3 separate regions of the Mus musculus genome follow, and all the other regions are linked to region 1. Evidence: chromatin contacts called from public HiChIP or PLAC-seq and promoter capture Hi-C data. All regions are on one chromosome and are shown on one strand. The core of a region is the stretch at or near the end of the contact, and the rest is flanking DNA. Distances in the headings are between cores, read along the strand shown.

The links. Promoter capture Hi-C pulls out the DNA fragments that hold promoters and counts their contacts. HiChIP or PLAC-seq counts read pairs in DNA pulled down with a chosen protein or histone mark.
Region 2: an H3K4me3 HiChIP or PLAC-seq map of embryonic limb bud shows a contact between it and region 1, with 13 times the contacts expected there. The contact joins the promoter of Otor here to the promoter of Flrt3 in region 1. A contact is called at or near these places in 7 of 39 promoter capture datasets (the 3T3-L1 cell line, cranial neural crest, embryonic stem cells and 4 more), 4 of 484 Hi-C or Micro-C datasets (the N1E-115 cell line, cerebral cortex, embryonic fibroblasts and 1 more), 4 of 115 datasets of contacts at active chromatin or transcription factors (embryonic forebrain, embryonic limb bud, forebrain and 1 more) and 1 of 9 other capture datasets (liver).
Region 3: a promoter capture Hi-C map of the 3T3-L1 cell line shows a contact between it and region 1, with 15 times the contacts expected there. The contact joins the enhancer-like site here to the promoter of Flrt3 in region 1. A contact is called at or near these places in 6 of 39 promoter capture datasets (the 3T3-L1 cell line, 3T3-L1-derived adipocytes, liver and 1 more) and 2 of 115 datasets of contacts at active chromatin or transcription factors (embryonic forebrain and stem cell-derived neural progenitor cells).

Annotation. Positions count from the first base shown.
Region 1 is chr2:140,669,860-140,672,918 of GRCm38.p6, forward strand. It overlaps Flrt3 (fibronectin leucine rich transmembrane protein 3), which reads right to left and starts at 1,617. Exons shown (of 3, transcript NM_178382.4): 1 at 1,387-1,617. The region is part of intron 3 of Macrod2 (mono-ADP ribosylhydrolase 2); the gene reads left to right.
Region 2 is chr2:143,076,979-143,080,037 of GRCm38.p6, forward strand. It overlaps Otor (otoraplin), which reads left to right and starts at 1,415. Exons shown (of 4, transcript NM_020595.3): 1 at 1,415-1,636; 2 at 1,946-2,085; 3 at 2,948-3,055. The coding sequence starts at 1,522.
Region 3 is chr2:142,730,401-142,733,459 of GRCm38.p6, forward strand. The region is part of intron 17 of Kif16b (kinesin family member 16B); the gene reads right to left. Among named protein-coding and RNA genes, the nearest start is that of Kif16b, 170 kb to the right of the region's middle. Within about 2 kb of position 1,416, at least 83 of the 459 cell types and tissues checked have an H3K27ac peak or open chromatin away from gene starts, as enhancers often do.

The DNA.
Region 1 (3,059 bases), core at 367-2,866:
TTTGTAGTGATAATAATATGTTATGGCACTTTAAAAGAATTACCTTCTTTGCTCATTTCCAAAGAGATGGGTGTCAGTCACCTGTCACTCTGAGTCAAGCCTAAGTGATCGTAGCCTGGGAGCTGACAGGTTCATCCTTCTGTTTATACTGGTTAGGGTATTCTTACACAGTTAAGGATGAATAAAGGAATAGCCACAGCTGAAGCACTTTTCATGGCTTTGACCATGTTGTTTCATCCCAATAACACAGCAAATATGTGCATTTTGAAGCATAGATTTATTGAGAACAATCAAAATAATTATTAAAAACCATTTGATTTTGTAATTTGGAAAACACCAACATTTTCCATCTCCTTTTCATTCTAAATAAGTAATAAACCCGCTCCCAATGTTGAGAAAAGATGGGCCTGTTGCACTCTTTACCTTTATGCAACCATTTTGTTTCAGACATAATTTACTGAAAAACATTTTTTTTAATTAGATACACTTAAATACCTTTTGGAAGCTTTGTGGTCTAACGCATTTGTATCAATACAATATTTTTCACTGTGTGTTGCAAGTGAAGGGACACTCTGCCTTTGCCATTTGATGAGGCTTCCCTCCCCTGTTCCCCTCACTGCATACATCAAGCACGGCTTCCAGGGTGAGCTTTGTTAGTTTTTCTGAGTGGACTACCCAGTTACTATGCTAGTCACATTCTACACTCGCCCAAGCGATAGGCTTTGACAGTCTCCTGGACTGGGAATATGGTTTGGCCCGGAGATTCTGAGTTGGATTTACTAGTTGAGATTCCCGAGCCCGGAATGCCTGAAGGAGCTGGGGCCGGATAAGCAGTGCAAGCTTTCAAATCTAGGTGTAGCTGTTAATCCTCTACAGAGGCATCCCAGTCTCCCAGCGCAGCTTTGCTGGCGGCGAGCAAGATGTATGCTTTTCATGTACTGCGTACTCATGGGCTGAGGGGTTATTGATTTCTTTCACAGTTATAGAAACAGCGATAGGTGATCATACCACACATACAGTACACACCAAGTTAGCGACCTTTCGCTTTTGTAGCCGAGAAAAATCTGCCTCTCCTATCTCAAACACTCAACTTTCCAACTGCAGTTTTCCGTGAAGCTCTGCGCGGATAGAAATTGCTTGAAACAGAGAGGAGCTATTTATTATTTTTAAAAATGATTTAAGTCTGTAAGAAACTTATAACATTCGGCTATTTTGTAAGACTTTCCCTAGAGCTGGCTTGCACGCACATCTTTGACCCGTCCTGCTGACAGAGCAAACGTGGCTACTTGGATCCCTCATGGAACCAAGCTAGTCATTTCCTTCTAGAGAGTAAGAGCAAGCGAAGTTTCTGGGACAATTATGAGAAAAAGCATGGAAAACACTTACCAGGAAGACGAGGAAAAAGCAATCCTTTATACCCTGCTGCTACAGCTGTAATTCCATTGCCTGTGAGTTGAAGTAAAAACCCTCCCCCGTCTCCGGAGCGCGGCATCCAGTGCACACAAAGCCACGGCAGCTGCAGCCTGAGCGGTCCTGCTTCAGATCACTCCTGCGCTGAGGACTGCGCGCGAGAGCATCCAGTTGACTGCGCGCAGCCCACCTCCAAGTCTGAAGTTTAAAGCTTCACCTCGCAGTGGTTGAGGAAGGGGGTGATGTCATAGGTGGGCAGGACTTAGCCCAGCTCTTGTTCAGTGAGGTAACTGGATAATCAGACAGATGAGCTTTGCCAACGCTAGAGGGGGTGAGAGAAGCCGAAATGAGCCTTTCAGTTTGCCAAAGCTGAGATGCCATTTGGTTTGTAGGCAGCAACTCTGGAATCTCCGCGCTCCCTAAAGTTTACTACTGCAAGGTAGTGATAGCACACTCAGAAAAACACAAGCACGCTAGGAGAATATTTATAAGATCACAATAGAGAAACAGGTGTCTGATGCTCAAGCCATCTGTACCAAAAATAAGTTAACAAAAGTCAGATTATTTTTATTACATTAAAATCGTAACTGTGGAGAACAGAGGATGGCAATCCCAACTAATATTGATTTGGCAAATGAGAAAGCAGGGTCAAATGGTGATTTACTTAGGAGAAGGGAGAAAATGGAAGAACAGTGAAAAATATTGAAGAAAGCAGTCTTATTGGGAAGTAGAAAGGTTTTTTTTTCCACATGCATTTTCACATAATGAAGACTGTTTTATGTACTACTAGAGAGACCACCTACATGTGTGCATAAGGGTATACCTCTACTTCAGAACTAGGAAGATACAATCACTCATATTTATCAGTCTTCCCTAAAATTAAAAGGGTTGAGCCTAACTACATTCTTTTTTATTATTATTATTATGGTTTTTGCTGCCACGAGCATGGCTGCAGTCATCAATATCTTAAAATATCTGTTAGAAATGGTTCTTCCAGGTTTAAATCATTTTAATTTGCGTACATGAATAAATAGTGACAGTTGCAAGACACTAAGATTTCTCTGCCTAATTAACAGGATTCCAAGACTTTAATTTCCAGGTATAATTTTATCATCAGTTTTCTGTTATTTGGACTTGTAAGTTTTCTCCTAAGTAAGTGAATTTAAGTGACGAATCTTGTTTCTATATTTACCCAAATAGCAATCTCCTTTCCCTTCTTTCTTTGCTTGATTCTAACAAGCTCATGACTTTATCCTTTCTAGGAAATGGTCTGTTTGTCTCTGAAGGCTAGTTGTCTGTCTTAGGAGTACATGGCTATTCTCTCCGTTAGCTTCACGTGGTTCCTAACTTGAGTTTGGCAGCTGTTTGACCTTTAGAACTCCCCTCTGAGAATGGGTGCTCTCAGGAGTGGAAGGTGACCCCTCGATAAGAGATGTTCCGACACCTATTGTTCTATGCTTGCTCTCTTGCTGACTTCTGAGGAATGGCCCACTGAATGAAAGTAGGACTTTAGCATGTTAACATCTATTGAAAAGCCAATTTCTCAGAAGTCTTCAGTAGTGCAGGTTAAACTGAGAGGTGGCCGTAGATTTTTGATGGAAAAAGTAGGTGTAACTGATAACCTCTCAGGAAAGGATAGGAGTGATTTC
Region 2 (3,059 bases), core at 165-2,664, 2.4 Mb after region 1:
CACTATTGCCATGGTCAAGAGCATGGTAGCATGAAGACATTTTCATTGCAACCACCACAGTAACAATTCTCAAGTTTCACCCTCTTCTCTTGGATCAATCAGCATTTGTAGATTAAATACATGATCCTTAGAAGAAGTTGCTACAGTTTTGATCTTGGATGTCTCTAAAACGCCACCTTCATGTTAAAACGTGTGCTCCGCCAGATTGGTGCAATTGGGAGGAGGCTGAACCTTTGAGGGGTGAGGACTACTGAGAGGCACATATGTCATTGCGGGTGACGCAAAGGAGATTGCAAGGTCCTGCTGGCTTTTCTTTCTGTATCTTCTGGTTCCTGGCCGTAAGTGGTGTTCTCTGCTACTGGCTTCTCCCAGGACATGCCACAGAGCCACATTAATGGGAGCAGTGACCATGAACTAGAACTTCCAGACCTGTAACCCACACAAACAAACTTTGTCTTTATAAATTGATTGTCTCAGGTTCCATGTCGTAAGCTAACGAACACTGGAATAAAGAAAGATTTACCTTCTTTTCTTCCCCCACTTATTTCTTGCTTCCACATTAGTAAGATCTGGTTGTGATATTAACTAATATATTATATAATCCACAGTGGCTCAGGCCAAACATAACTTCTAAGAAACCTATCACAAAATATTTGTGTAAGAGTTCTTTATATTATGTAAATACATATTTACATATACAAACAACACAAAATACATTATGCAAATATATTTGCATATATTATGCAAATCTAGAATTTTATTAGACTTACTAAAATAAAATTTGTTCTCAAGACATTTTGACTCTTTAAAATGTATATGTGTGCCGCACTGTGTGTGTGTCTGTGTTTACATGTGTGTGGACGTATGCATATGTGTTCCTGAGAAGGCCTGACATTGACAATTGGGTATCTTCCTTAGTTTCTCTTCATTTTATTTATTGAGGGTCTTGCTGAACCCAGAGCTTGCTGATTACAGTTTCTCCAGTTAGCAAGCTTGCCTCCAGGATGTCTTGTGTCTGTCTCTGCCACAATGCCTGTCTAGTTGTTGTATGGGTTCTGGGGTTCTATTCTAAACACTTGCATAACAAGTGCCTGATCCAGTGACCATCTCCCTAGTCTCCATTTTACATCTTGAACAGATTCCTACAGTCAATACATGTTTGCTCATAAACTGAAAGAACAGGAGGACAAAAGAGAAAAATAAACAGTGGTTGATAGTCTCACAGGCCTCTCAACAGAGCCCTGCTGGTAGACGCCACAAGCTGTGGCAGATACAGCTTTAAGCATGGCATGACATTTGTGTGGAACACAGACACAGGGCGTTTGACTCTCTCTGAAAAATGAAATGCCAAAAAGCCTCTGGAATCCAGTTGCACACATTATAAAATTACAGGGGAGGAGAGAGAGGGGGGTGGGGGTTGGCCCCTTCCTATTGGCTGGGTATTTACCCAGAGAGTCAGCTTTCAAATAAAAGAACCCTTGAATCAGGCAAAGAGTGCTAGTCAAAACAGCAAGAAGGAAGATGGCAAGGATATTGATTCTTTTGCTTGGGGGCCTTGTGGTTCTATGTGCCGGGCATGGTGTATTTATGGATAAACTTTCTTCTAAGAAGTTGTGTGCGGATGAGGAGTGTGTCTGTAAGGCACTGTTAACGGTTTGGTTCTCATTGTCTTTCTATCATATAATGGGAAATCTGTCTGGCAAACAGCCAGATTGTACTTTGCAGTGAATCCTAAATGTGCTCATTGTTTGCAGCTCTGTGTCTCAAGGTCTGTGTTTGGGGTCTAACTGCAGAGAATTCATTTCCTAAGATTTCCTTGTCGCCCCCCGCAACCCCCGTTTGAAACCCAGCTGTGCTCTCCTTTCCTCTCTCCTACCTTTCTTACACTTTGCCTTCTTACTCATAGGACATCTGGTCACTTCCCCCCCTTTTTTTTCTCTTCCAGATACTATTTCTCTGGCAAGAGCACAGGAAGATTACAATGCCCCAGACTGTAGGTTCATCGATGTCAAGAAAGGGCAGCAGATCTATGTTTACTCCAAGCTGGTAACAGAAAACGGAGCTGGAGAGTTTTGGGCTGGCAGTGTAAGACGAGACTGTTTTTAATACATACATACACACATACATACATACATACATACATACATACATACATACATACATACATATGTATATATTCTTAATTGTATTACTCTTAATTTTTCCTGGCTTTCCTGTCCTCAGTCCGTTTAATGTTTAACAGTAGCTGCAAAGATAATATGGAAACCGTAAGTGGAAACACAAAAATTCAGATTCATTTTTAAAAAGGGGTGATTTCACAACAAAATTAAGGGTAATTCAAACTGATGTTTTGATCAGGGGAAAAAAAACATGCATGCTGAGGTTTCTGCATTGCACATAAGTTAAGTCTCTTTCAAAAAATGTCTAAGAGGATTTGCCAAGGGTTGTGTGTGACTGGTCAGTCTAAAGGGGAAAATCCTCTTTGATTTTGCAGGAGCCACTTGCTTGACTTAAAATGTACCCACAGACCAAAGCAGAGTCCAGGGAGGGATGAAGCATGGGTGATGTCATCCAAGAGATACATCTAAAACCGATGAAGGTGTCAGTCAGGATGTACTTACTATATGTCACTTTGAATTGCTAAAAAGTGGAAAGTACACATACTGTAAAATGGGAGTCCATTTGCTTTAAATTTTTATTGACCTTAACTTCCTATAGATTCCAGATGATTTCAGGCAAAGTACGAGAGTACAGAAAGAGAAGTAATGTTAAGGTAGTGAGGCTCAGAGTTCCTGATGCTGCCAGTGAATTTCACATTTGCTCTGAATTCCCTGGAATGCACAGCTAAAGGGAGCACTGGCTTGTGTAATTTTCATTACCAGGAGAGGAGTTTCTCAAAAGCCCTGCCATCAGCTTTTCCCTAACTGCCGCTGCTTTGGGCACACAGGTTTATGGTGACCACCAGGATGAGATGGGAATTGTAGGTTATTTCCCCAGCAACTTGGTGAAGGAGCAGCGTGTATACCAGGAGGCCACCAAGGAGATCCCAACCACGGTAA
Region 3 (3,059 bases), core at 166-2,665, 2.1 Mb after region 1:
CAGCAAGAATGTGGGAACTGCCCTCACTTCAGCGTTCCAGTTCACGGAGAAACTCAGCTACAGTCATACACAGTTGGGTCCTAGGTAACAACCAAGACACTGGGGAAAGGCACCCGTTTCTACATGGTTGTAGGCAGGAACCCTGGCTTCTGCTTACTGGCAGTACAGCCTGGAACTGCATCCCAGAAGCTGAACTCACAAGGATATATATTCAAGAACTCAAGACCATTTCTCAAAATTGTTTACAAGAAAAAGAAACTTACACAGTATTAGTGGAAGGTGATCAAATAAATAATTTATTAATGTGCAATCAGGGACCTTCAAATTCTTCTCTCTGAACTAGAAATGCCAGCACTACATTTTTCTGCCTCAAGGAAGTTACTATGGAGAACACCAGAATTAGCCACAAATTTCTTCAGGCTAATGGCATATGATAGCCAGAAACTAAACAATAAAACATAAATCAATAGAAGATAAGTCCAGTTAGACATGGAATATCTACAATAGAAAATTACGTGGTTATTAAAAGAGTATAAAAAAGCTTTGAAAGAAAAATATTTTTAAAAACCCTTATGAATCTAGTATGAGCCTTTCTTGGCAAACATAGTAAATGACAGACATTTGATAAGAAGATATTGAGGGAAAATGGTTGGTCCATTACTGCCCAGAAGGCTGGGGATGGAAGGCAGCAGCTGTGGGCTCTGGCAGCAAGAGCGACAGGTTATTGGCTACACCTTAGGAGTAGAACAGGGCAAAGGGTCCAGTCCAGAGTCTCAAGCCCCATCTCCTAGAGACCAACAGCATAGATTACACAGCATCCCGAATAGGGCTACTGCGTGGGACCAACTCCCCTGACATATGTCTGTGTGGGGAAACTTCACACTGAAACAGTGAGGAAGACGGAGAGAAAGGCTCACTGATAGGGGAGCAACTCGAGCAAGGCAGAGGACATGGCCACATGCCAGCTCTGCAGCAATTTTTCTACCTGTTTGTGATTTGAACCTCAGTGATAAAGTTGACCACCTTTCTTCTATCTTCTTCCCCAGATGATGGATAGCTTCAGGTCATCACAGAGTCAGGGGCCTTCCATAGTCACCAAGGGGTGCTATGGCCTTAGTGAAAATCCTGAGGTGGCTTACCAAACCCAGCCCTGACGCTGGCTTCTGACATTTGTAGGTCTAGCTTGGATTGAAACGGAGTTGCTTCTTTTTAGAATTTAATTATTCAAATTTATACATTTAAATGGGCTCGCCACTGTGCAGTACTTAGAGGAGGCTAATGTGCCAGCAAAATTTTCTTTTATTTTCAATACTGAAATGAACTTGGAAGGTATCTAATTTTGCTTCAAGCACTTTCACGAAGCTGTGAATGTTTCCGCCTCCTGCCAAACTAGCTGCCTGTTTTCAGTCTCCAGTGAGGTGGAGGAGGCTGAGCAGTCAGCTTGCTTTCTTCTTAAAGACACTGTGCCAGTGAGAGGGAATGTTCCCCTGCAGGGAAATTATCTGCTGGCAAAGACCCTAGCTGGGCAGTTCTCCAAAGTAGAGCTAACTCCCCAAGGAAGCCACCAGGCTGCTTTGCCCCATCCAAAAAGTCTCTGGCATTAAGAAGCAATGTGTGTACAAACCAGTTTCCAGAGAAGCTCGAGATGCAGGCCAGCAGCAGGTTCCAAAACTGGAATAGAAAATGTGTCCAACTTGATGTGCCCAGCCAGACAAAGGAGGCCGTTCATGATATAAAGACTTGATGTTTAAAAATATCAAGAGCCCACTAAATTCAGAGTACGGTTCTGTAGTTGCTATTTGTTTTTAGATATAGGGTACTTGAAAGATTAGTAGGTTGCCTGCTGAACAAAAAGAAAGAGAAAAAGAGGAAAGAATGGGAGGGAGGGAGGGAGAACCTGCTGCTTTGAAGACACGTTGAGTCTCACCAGATATGATGATTAGCAAAACAGCCACAACTGTTAAGATAGATTGGCTCTGGGAAAAGTACTAAGCAGAAATTTTTTTAACTACTATAAAACTCAGTCTTATTACTGCAATCTTCTAGACAAGAGATACATTGGTCTGTGATCCTTAGACACCAGCCGAGAAGGAAGCACTCACTAGGAGCGAAGGAGACAAGCAGGAGTACAGTAGCCATGGGTCATGCCCAGCACAGGCTTCTCGGGCCTGCTGATAGACTGACTCATCCAGAGCCTGGCTGCAGCCCCAGATCTGTAGATCTGCAGAGTTACTTCCTATGTGCAAGACTTGAAACTGAGTAAGGAATGGAGGGCTCTTGCTTTCAAGAAGCCCACATCAGGAAAATGCCCGGGCATGAGATTACATTGGAAAGAGAAGACATACACAGAATGTCTGCCCAAGGAAAAAAAGCAACAAATCAACTCAAACTGGAGATGGAGAGAAGCCTCCTGAGAATGTAATTCCTGGACTAAGCTTAGAAGAGAACTAAGCAGAGGAAGTGGACAGAGGGCTTCGCAGAAGCTTGTGTAGGTGTGGGGGGAAATTTATACATTAGCCAAGGATGAAGTTCAGGCTGGAAAGGGAGAGATCACATTGGAGAACAGTGTCAATGACACTGATAGTGCTTGGAGGTCACTTTGTGGAAGCCAAACGGACCAGGACCAAGGCTAGGAAGAAGACATTCCCAAGAAGGGCGCAGGGAACATAACGCAGAGTATCCTCAGTCCTTCCCTCTTCCTTTGAGGAGGCAGGAACTACAGAGTCATTCCAGGGTAATCCTAGGATGGTTTGTGTAAGACAATGCTATTGTTCTGTGATTGTGGTCAGACTTTACAACCATCTTCCACACATACTAAATCATACCCCAAGGTGACCAAGTCTCTGTCTATCCTTCCTTACCATACATGCCCAGCATAAGAGACACGAGGGACTCAGACACTACACACACGAATGAGTGAAAGCTGGCCAGCTGGAATCAGCCATTCTTTCAACTGGGAGAAGTGCCTCCATCCCATAGGCAGGGCTGAGTACTTCCTACAGGCCACACAGACACTCCCAAGCTTTCCCTATAGCAAGTCGGAGAGCTGAAAGAAGATG